Linked DNA regions of Mus musculus: all the other regions are linked to region 2. Evidence: chromatin contacts called from public promoter capture Hi-C and targeted proximity ligation data. All regions are on one chromosome and are shown on one strand. The core of a region is the stretch at or near the end of the contact, and the rest is flanking DNA. Distances in the headings are between cores, read along the strand shown.

The links. Promoter capture Hi-C pulls out the DNA fragments that hold promoters and counts their contacts.
Region 1: a promoter capture Hi-C map of second pharyngeal arch cranial neural crest shows a contact between it and region 2, with 3 times the contacts expected there. A contact is called at or near these places in 12 of 39 promoter capture datasets (the 3T3-L1 cell line, 3T3-L1-derived adipocytes, the C10 cell line and 7 more), 3 of 484 Hi-C or Micro-C datasets (CD4 T cells, muscle stem cells and myocytes) and 5 of 130 datasets of targeted methods (embryonic stem cells, extraembryonic endoderm stem cells, memory CD8 T cells and 1 more).
Region 3: a targeted proximity ligation map of pancreatic cancer cells shows a contact between it and region 2. A contact is called at or near these places in 2 of 39 promoter capture datasets (the C10 cell line and liver), 2 of 484 Hi-C or Micro-C datasets (both in cortical neurons) and 1 of 130 datasets of targeted methods (pancreatic cancer cells).

The regions. Positions count from the first base shown.
Region 1 is chr15:73,089,125-73,092,280 of GRCm38.p6, reverse strand. It overlaps Chrac1 (chromatin accessibility complex 1), which reads right to left and starts at 1,869. Exons shown (of 3, transcript NM_053068.3): 1 at 1,698-1,869. The coding sequence starts at 1,844.
Region 2 is chr15:73,421,539-73,424,671 of GRCm38.p6, reverse strand. Ptk2 (PTK2 protein tyrosine kinase 2) reads left to right here and starts at 1,481. Exons shown (of 35, transcript NM_001358046.1): 1 at 1,481-1,663.
Region 3 is chr15:73,148,020-73,151,328 of GRCm38.p6, reverse strand. All of the region lies in intron 1 of Ago2 (argonaute RISC catalytic subunit 2), which reads left to right. Among named protein-coding and RNA genes, the nearest start is that of Ago2, 35 kb to the left of the region's middle.

The DNA.
Region 1 (3,156 bases), core at 620-3,119, 330 kb after region 2:
AACTATGTCTTGAAAAATGAAAACCAATCAACCAAATTACATCTGGCTTGCAAAGGACTATATTACAGACATAAGGTGCCAGGCGTCTGTGTCTATTTCAGTCCCTTGTTTTCTCATAACTATAATAAAAATCAAAAACCTCAGACTGAAAAATGACATCTCATTTTGCCCAAATACCTTCTAGGTACAGAACTGACAAGAGCCCAATGCTCAGAAATAAAAACTGAACCTTCCCCAGGGTTCAGTATTATCTCAGCTAGTACGTGATCAGAGAACTGTCTGCATAGTGATTAGGTCCTTAACACTAGAATGAAGCTTACAAAAAAAATGTGAATCCTAGCACCACACAGAAATAAGAGGAAGACCACCATGATCTTTTCCTTTTTTTTTGTTTTTTGTTTTTAAATAGGTTCTACTTTTTTGTTGTTGTTGTTGTTGTTTTTTTTTTTTTTTTTTTTTTTTTTTTTTGAGACAGGGTTTCTCTGTGTAGCCCTGGCTGTCCTGGAACTCACTCTGTAGACCAGGCTGGCCTTGAACTCAGAAATCCGCCTGCCTCTGCCTCCCAAGTGCTGGGATCAAAGTCATGCGCCACCATTGCCCAGCCACCACCATGATCTTAAGATGATTTAGAAATGAGACATGTATAGTTTACATGTAAATATACACCACTGTCTAAAAGGGGCTTGTTATCCTAAGATTTGTATTTGGCTTTGGAGGACCAATCCAAAGATACTGGGGAACTATTGTTATTTTATCAGGATCTACTTAAGGTTGACTCTATTGCAGTCACAAGATTTGTACCTTTGTCCCTAGTCCAAAATATTGTAAAAAAAAAAAAAAAAAAAAAAAAATGCCACGCACTGAATGAAGTTCTAGAAGCAGAGGCTGGAAAAGAAGGTAGAGCCAATAGTCATGGCTGGGTCTCAGAACAATAAGGTTCCCGGCCTACCACTATCGAAACCAAACTTTAAACCAGGAGTGGGGTCAGGAAATTTTAATCGCCGTACTCAGAAGGGCCAAGACCAAGGTGGCAGGGTGTGGTGGCACAAGCCTTAAACCCCAGCAACACTTGGTAGGCTGAGACAAGCAGATCTCTTTCGAGTTCAAGGTAATTCTGGTGGTTTACAGAGCTCCAGGATAGGGAAAACATACTGAGAGATGGCTGGAAATATAGAACAAAATAAGAAGACAAAGCGATGTGTGTTGGGAGGGGACTATGCGGTTATAATTTAACTTGTGACAGCGGATGTCTGCGTAAACTCTGACTACCTCCAGAGTCCTGAGGGCTGAAGAGCCCTAGACAGCCTTGCAAGCCGTCCTGGAAGCTTGGAGAACCTTCCCGCATCTTCCTGGGGGAAGTCAGAGTCAGCCCGACCTCCCGCACGACATAGACCCGCCTCAACTCGCGCACGCAGCCGAACCCTTAACTACGCGTGCGCGAGGCCCAGCGGGGAGTGACGCGGGAGGCGGGGCGCAGAGGACGCTGGGAGCCAGACGATCCTGCAGAGCGAAAGCGGCGCAGTGGGCGGAGCTGAGCCCGCGGGAGGGGAGGAGGAGGTGTGTAGCGCGCAGACGCAAGAGAAAGAGGCGCCGCGCGGCCCCCGCAGGGCAGCCAAAGGCCAAGGCGCGTGTGTGCGGAGCCCGAGGGGCGGTTGGTGCCCGCGCCCGCCCCTCTCGTCGCCCCGCCGGCCGCTCACCGTGGCCTTGGCCGTGAGCACCAGCGCCTCCTGGTTGATGCTCGACACCTCGGGAGAGCTCTTCATGATGACTCGGATGCGGGACAGGGGCAATGACACGAGCCGCTGGTCCCCGCACTTTTCCTTCCCCACGGCCGCGTCCGCCATCTTCCGCGTCCGTCCCGGGCGGCCCGTGATGCTTCGCGCGGCCGCGCCTGCGCAGACGCTGTGGAGCGCGGTGGCCCGAAAGCCTGGGAGCCGGCGCCCGGGAAAATCCCTCTCGGAAACGCCGGGGCAGTCTCCCGGAAGAAGCGCTCTCAGGCGTCCGAGTGCTTGCTCGGGCAGTCCCGAGCTGCACAGATTTGTCCTTTCAAAAACTGGAGAGATGTCTTAGGAGGTCATGTTCTGGAGGGAATCAAACGAACCATGGCAACAGTTTGGCCAGAGGAATAGGGAGGAAAGGCGGCCACTACCCATGTCTTTCTTGAGGCGTATGGGGATTAGCCTGCTAAGCAGACAGGTGAACTGAATGGTCCTAGAGTCTTCTGTAATCCCACCACAATGCCAAAAGGATCACCAAGAGTTCTAGCCAGCCTGGCCACACAAGGTCTTGTTGAAGAAGATGGGCCATGACTTTAGAATGAAGACTATTAGAAACATCCTATCAAGTGGTCTGGAGGGAGCGTCCAAGAATATCAGAAAGTGGGACTCCACGGCAGATGAAACCGTGAGACCGTGGACTTTTGCTTAGATGAGCTGTGGAGTAAACTTGGGAGAGTAAAGTTGATGTGGTCTGAAGAGAACAAAAACTCCTAAGATGGCACTAAATATAGTTGGAGGAACTAAATCGGCAGGGTTTTATAGATTGGATCATGTTTGGTTTTAGTGTCGTCATTACCGTAGTATATCCTAGTCCAATAAACATAAGATACAACTGTCCCTCAGTATCTATTGGGGGATTGGTTCTAAGATCCCCACACATACTGAAATTGTACATGCTGAAAAGTCTTTTTTTTTTTTTTTTTTTTTTTTTTGTGTGTGTGTGTGTGGTTTTTTGAGACAGGGTTTCTCTGTATGGCCCTGACTGTCCTGGAACTCACTTTGTAGACCAGGCTGGCCTCGAACTCAGAAATCCCCCTGCCTCTGCCTCCGGAGTGTGTGCGCCACCACGCCCGACAGAAAAGTCTTAAATACAAAAGACGACAACTGCATAACGCCTAGGCACATTCTCATACAATACCCATGTCTTCTTGATTAAGTGCTTCGTGAATGCCATATGAGTAGTTGCTGGACTGTTAGGGAACAATGATGAGAGATTTCTACATGTCCAGTCAGCAGGGATGGGTTTTGTTTTGTTTTGTTTTGTTTTTTTTCCTGAATACTTTGTATCCCAGGTTGTTTGAGACCATAGATGTAGAACTTATATCCAGTGTTAGTGTCAGGCACGAAGGCACAGTTGGTGAGCAAGCTAGCTGCGTGC
Region 2 (3,133 bases), core at 232-2,731:
AAAAAGTGCTAGAGGTGACACAGAGACATAATCCCTTCTAATTTTAAGTGCAGAAAAACACTATAGGTTGGCTATTGTGACATAATCTGTAATCCCAGCACCAGAAGATGGAAGTAGAAAGAGCTGGAGTTCAAGGCTATCCTCAGCTACACAGAAAGTTTTAGTACAGCCTGGGCTACATGAAACTATATCTCAAACAAACAAACAAACAAACAAGAACGAAACAAAATAAAACTAGAGCTAGAGGGATCCCTCAGTGGTTAAGAGCACTTGTCTTTGGAAAGGTCCTAGATTCTATTCCCACACCAACATGGTGGCTGGCTCACGACTATCTCTAATTTCAGAAGAGATCCAATACCCTCTTCTGACCTCCACGTGCACCAGGCATGTGTGTGATACCCATATATACATTCAAGGAAAACACACAAGTACAATAAAATAAATAAATCTGGGAGAGAAAAAAAAACCCCCAAACATAACCACCACTACTAGTTCAAATCCAAGTTTAATACACTTCATTAAAAAAAACAATAAAAAAGAAACACTAAAATATGGCAAAATCTCGACAACTCAAAGCGTTTTATTATACCTGAGTAAATTACAGCTCCCAGGTATGTAGTGGTTGGTGGTTCTGTGTTCACCTTTCACTGCCTGTCCTGCTTGCTCGTTGGCTTGTGGTCGAAGATCAAAATGACACCATTAAAAATGAAAGTTCCCCGCTTCTGGTTTCATTTCCTACCGCAAGGATGCCAGTGATTTTTTTCCTTTTTTTTTTTCAGAGATCACAAATCAGTCACCACTTCCTGCTTAAGACTCTCCGTAGGGTTGCTGCACAAAAACAAACTCAGGGAAACTAGGCACGGCTCGGAAGGACAGGGCCACCTGCTTGATTCAGGCAAAGGTGTCCCCCCAGTCTCACGTTTCGTGGTAAGTTCCGCGCTGGAACTGGCTCTTAAGCCAGCAGCCATCCACAGTGGCTCTCCCGTTCTGGCCCTCCTGTCCACCCAGTGTCCCCGAAAGGCTTCCCCAGTCTTAAGATCTACAGGGGCTGCGGGAAGGGGCTGGAATGTGAGTGGCCCCAGGCACTCCTAAACGATCTTTCGGACCGTCTTCAGAGATCCATTAAAATACTCTCTGTGCCTCAGTTTCCCCATCTACAGAAAGCCCATGAACCTCTATTGAAGCGGTGAAGCCTGGAGAAGATCAGGGCCGGCGTGTGTGCGGCTAAGGATCTCCTGTGACCGTGAGGGACCCAGGCCTAGTCCGCAGACCCTGGGGCGGCCACAGGGGCCACCTCGTCATCCCGGAACAGCGCTATCCGCGGACGACGCCACGCCCGCACAGCTGGGATACACTTTACTAGGAGCCGGGCGCGCCGGACTGCTCTGCGCAGGCGCGGTCCGCACTGCGCAGGCGTAGAGCTCTGCGCTGAGGTGAGGCATTGCGCGCCGCGAGGTGTGGGCGCGCGCTCCCCAGCCACGGCGCACGCGCGGGCCCGCGCCGACTCAGCACGGCCCGAGGGCGCGAGCCCGCCGTCACCGCTACCGCCGCCGGCCGGACCGCCGTGCGCCCGGCGTGCGCGTGGGAGAGAGCACGGCTGCCGGTGCCGGCGCCGCCCCGCTGCCTTCTATCTGCCTCAGCCTCGCGCGCCCAGTGGTGGCCGGTGAGTGCGGGGCTCGGGCCGCGGCCGCGGAGGCGCGGGCTCAGGGCGTTGGGCGGCGCGGGCCGCGGTGCGGGCTTCGGCGGACACGGCCCCCACCGCGCCCCGGCCTCGCTCCTCGTCAGGCCGGGCCCCGAGGGCTGAGGAGGCCGCGGGGCTGGGGCGCGAGAGGCCGCGGGGTCCGGGACGGCGGGGCGGGCGCGGCGGGGACCGGGAGGCCCGAAAGCCGAAAAACAAAAGAGGTGGCAGGCGGAGTGCTGAGCAGCCGCGGGGTGGCCGGCGCGGGGCTTCCAGTGCGACCGCACGAACCCCGGAGTCATTGTGCTGTCCAAGTTCCCTCCGCCCCGACCCAGCCCCGCCACGGCGCGCTGCCTGTCCCCGCCGGTCCTCGCCGGCTGCTTTTGTGGCACCGCTCGGAGGAGCGATCGTGTCTGTGTGCGCACTTGTGTCGTTTAATTGTAAGGTTTATTTTATTTTATTTTAATTTTTTTTTTGCGGAGAAATGCGCCGAGGAGAAAGTTGCTTTTTGAAAGCCATTTCAACAGTGTCTCATTCTTGCATAGTTAGACTGCAGCTGGGTGTTTGGCAGTGGGACCAAGATAATAGCAATACTGTAATGATTATGGGAACTGGTTGAAATAGGTTGGAGCTGAAGGCACTGCAAGAGTTTGCGGGTTCGTTTTAAATCTGACCAGCGCTGGCATTTCTACTTAGAATGGAAGCTTTATCATGGTTGTGGTAATGGGTTATTACTACTTGAAGTGAAATAGCAGCGCCTCACTGTGTGTGTGTGTATTTATAAACTGAGGAATGAAAAGTCTCCTTTCAAAGACAGGTCTCTGAACAGTGACCTGGGACAGAAGTATTGTGAATGCAGACATAAAAAGAGCTAGTTCATCTAACATTAGCATTCTCCGAATTTTTGTGGAGATACACTATAGATAATATTTCCACTCAGTGATACTGTTGAGTTTCGTGTAGTATTTAAACGTGAACTTTTTTTTTTTTTTCCTGGGTATGAAACACCAGGGCTTCCCACGCGGTTCGTGCTGGTCCACAAAGCCACGCCCCCAGTCCTAACAGGAAACTTTAAGGAACGTGGACATGGTTCCCAGTATTATTATGAATTTAGTTTTATATTTGTGGCTGTTGTAAGTGGGCCGATCCCTGGCCTCCTTTTAAGACACTTGAGCTTATTAAAAGGCTACAAGAGTACATTTTCCTGGAAAGGATCTTGTTAGGGACATTGCCATATAAGCTAACTTATACGTGATCTACAGGCAAAGGTGGCTTCTGTTTGGGAGGGACCCACAAGTCACAGCTTTTAGGACTGTGTGGCTCAGGAAGAGATGATGCCTGGACAGGTAAGTCCTTTTGGCTCAAAATCCATAGTGTGGGGCCAGGACAGCTTTGGCAAGCTCCCTAGAGTAGATGGGACCTACTGTGTTTGAGGCTGGCAGCCCACTAAACAAG
Region 3 (3,309 bases), core at 244-2,743, 270 kb after region 2:
GAGGAGCTCAGTGAGGTGGATACTTTAGTTCTGAGAAGCTGTAGGCAAGAGGCCTCAGCCTGAAGAAGACAGGGCAGGAAGATGGGCAGTCAGTGCTGAGGGCGGGTGCTGTCGGAGTTCCCGATGTGGGTCCTGGTTTCTGTCCCGGGATGAAGGGAGATAGAGGTGTGTTCTCTCAGGGGCGTCAGCCTAGACTGTGTGGTCCAGAGGGAGTTTGGAAAACCCTGAGGTGGTTTGGAGGTCTGGGCATGGTATAATGTTAAAGGAAGGACGAGGGGTGGGGTGGGGTGGAAAAACCCAGTCAGGTCTAGCTGGGGCATGTGTGCTTTGAGGTTCATTTCACAGGGATTGTCTTGTGGTGACTCTCTCTGTGGTTTTAGTCTACTTTTCTCTGTCTTCTGTAATTTTTTATTATCAAGGTTGGAGAGAATAAAAGTATATTACAGTAATGGCTCTGTTTCAGCTCCACCATGGGCAGAGAAGAAGCCGCAAGGCCCCTTGACTAAGAGTGGTCCCTGGTTGACTGAGAACATTCCTGAGGGCCTGTGCAGAGGGCCAGGCCAGGAGAGGCGCAGCAGCCAGGGCAGTCAGGTCCCCTGTTCCTAAGCCTGTAAGGAGAGGGAGGATATAGGTTTTTCCAGAAGGCATTGTGACCCTCCTTGGTAGTAGTTTGTAGCAAGCATAGGTTGCTGGCCTGCAGCAGGGCTCTTCGAGCTTGGCACATTATCTGGGTGGGGACCATCTGTCTACCACCCACTTCCTGACGGCCCTGCGAGGAATGGACTGGGTATTCCACCCAGGGCCTCTCCACATCCCTCAGGAAGCAAGTTCTCCCAGGAAATGTTGACTACACAGTGCTGCTCTGGGTTGTACATGATGCTCCAACAACATCCAGCATCCTTGTCCCACGGCAAGAAGTGGATAGTGCGCTGGTAACCTGGGTTGTCAGGGCCGAGTCACAGGATTCAGGACCCTTTCCTAGGTGCCTGAGGGCAGGTAGGAATATGGGTAGAGTAGACCCATCCTGCTGCTGCACACCCCCTACTACACACGTGCCATGGATTTTTTGGTTTTCTTTTTTGTTTGTTTGTTTTGTTTTTCCTTTTTCTTTTTTTGCTAGTCAGTCCTGGTGTGGGAGGCTGAGGCTGGCCCTATGCTAGGGACTCAGGGCACTCCAAGCCTACAGTGCAAGTGTGTGGTAGGTTGCTCCCAGGACCTTCCTGTGACCTGGTCCCTAGTCTGTCCCCGATGTCCCATGTTTGTTGTCTGGAGCTGGTGTTTGTGCTTAAACTGAGCACGTGGGCATAGCAAATGTTTCCAGGGTACAGTGCTGTCTCTTATAGGGAGGCTGGATATATGCGCACCCATGCTCCAGGTAGGAGGTGGGAGGGTAGGCATCTCAGCAGTCTCCCTTGTGCAGATCCCCTATGTGCCCCAGGACTTTTGAGGCCATCGTGTACTGCGGCAGGCTTGGGCCTCTCTTGGCATCTGTCGCAAACACCAGATCTTTTGGTCTCCTGGACGCGGTTGCTCATACAGGAAGTTGGTTACTCATTCTCTGTGTTTCCCTTTCTGTTTGTGATGGGGCTCTAAAAATGGAGCTCTCAAACAAATGTGCTAAGTGATCAGCGAGTAGGCAAACACTGGGTGCCGGCGTTGTTACCACGCTGGCACCACGCTGGGATTGTGTCCTGGGAGTCTCCCTGCCGGGGAACCCTCTCCAGCAGTGAGCAGTAGCTGGGTACATCATCTAGGGCTTTAGTAGGGGACACTGCCCCTCCCTGAGGCCTCCTAGGTGAAAGATAGGATTTGCCTTCTTGGTCCCAAGGATTTCCTGAGAAGGCAGCTGGGAACATTCAGGACCTTCAAGGGTAGGAGACCAATTGCCAGAGCAGGTGTCTGAGTGCTTCTGGGATTGGGGAAGAAGGGACATTGGGTATCTGAGGGCTGTGCCCGGAGGATACAGAGGACAGGGCCAGCCACCTGGGAGTCTTTGGTGCTTTCCTCCTCAGTGTCAGAAAGGAGGGGTGTGGGGGCGTGCCGCCTTTTGCCTCGAGCTTGGCACATTATCTGTCGGGTCAGAGCCTATACCTCACAAGCTTAGCTGTTTCCCTGCTCTGCTCCCTTCTCTTGGGAGCTCTGTGCTCACACGGAGCCAGCTTCTCTCCAGGGCTTTGGGTCTGAACCTCCTGCTTGTTTGGCAGTGTGCACTTGGGGCTCCCCGGGAGTGATAAAAATAGGTCTCTGGTGTCTCAGAAGAGGGATCATGGGATCGCAGTACTTAGGAAGAGGTCTAGGACAGAGAATTTGTAAGGGCCAGATGTGATTTTATACTCTCTGTTGCTCTCTATGAAGTAGCTGCCTTGTCATTCCTTCCAGAGGTAATGGAAACAGTGTCTTGTGAAATCACACTTCATGTTTCCCCATTCCCTTTATTGATGCTGCCTGCAGCCCCAGCTGGCTGGTGACACTCTGCAGTCCCCATAGCTGGCGATAGGGGGTGGGCTTCCAGGTGACCCTAGAAGTGAGAGTCTGAAAATATGCTGTGGCCAGGTCTGGGTGCTGAGACCACATCAATGGTGACAGAAGGGGGGTGGACCCTGGGCTGGGCTTCCCAGGCACGCTTCTTTCGTTGACTTTGTAAGCGGGGGGGGGGGGGGGGGGGGGGGGTCTGCCCAACCACGTGCGATAATTGGCTCCCACACAGTGTGTCTGAGCTTCCTGACTGTGGTTTGGCTGATCCTGTTCTCAGCTTCCTCTGCTTGGACCAGTGGTGACCACCTGAGAGCAGGGAGCAGGGACCACAGTCCGTTGACTGTTCTTTTGTTAAGTCTTCTTTGACCTGAAGGTCAGGTAGGTTTGTTCACCTGGTTATTCTGTGTCCTGGTCAAGGTCTGTGGAGGGAAGGATGGCGGGTGTCTTGGAGAGCTAATACTGACTTCCTCCTGTTGGGTGTTAATCATCCAGAAAGGAGAAGCTTGCGTAGAGAACAGTTTCTCTCCTCCTTTTAAGGCCCCCAACACGTTAGGGCCTTAAGAGGGGGCTGGTGGACGAGTGCCTGCTTTCACATCTGTAACCATGTCCTCTGAAGTCCCATTAGTGTAGAGGAGAGACCTGACTGCTTCCAGCGCCGCTCAGCTAAGTGCCACTTTAGCTTTCTTGGAGAAAACAGAACAGAGAGTGAGCAAGCCCCAGACTCCCGAGACAGCTCGAGGTACTGTTTCTGGTGGAGTGTTTATTCCCAGTGATTTGTCAATGGGGATTGTTGGAGTTTTAAAAAAAAACTCCGGTGGCTTATCTCTTGACACA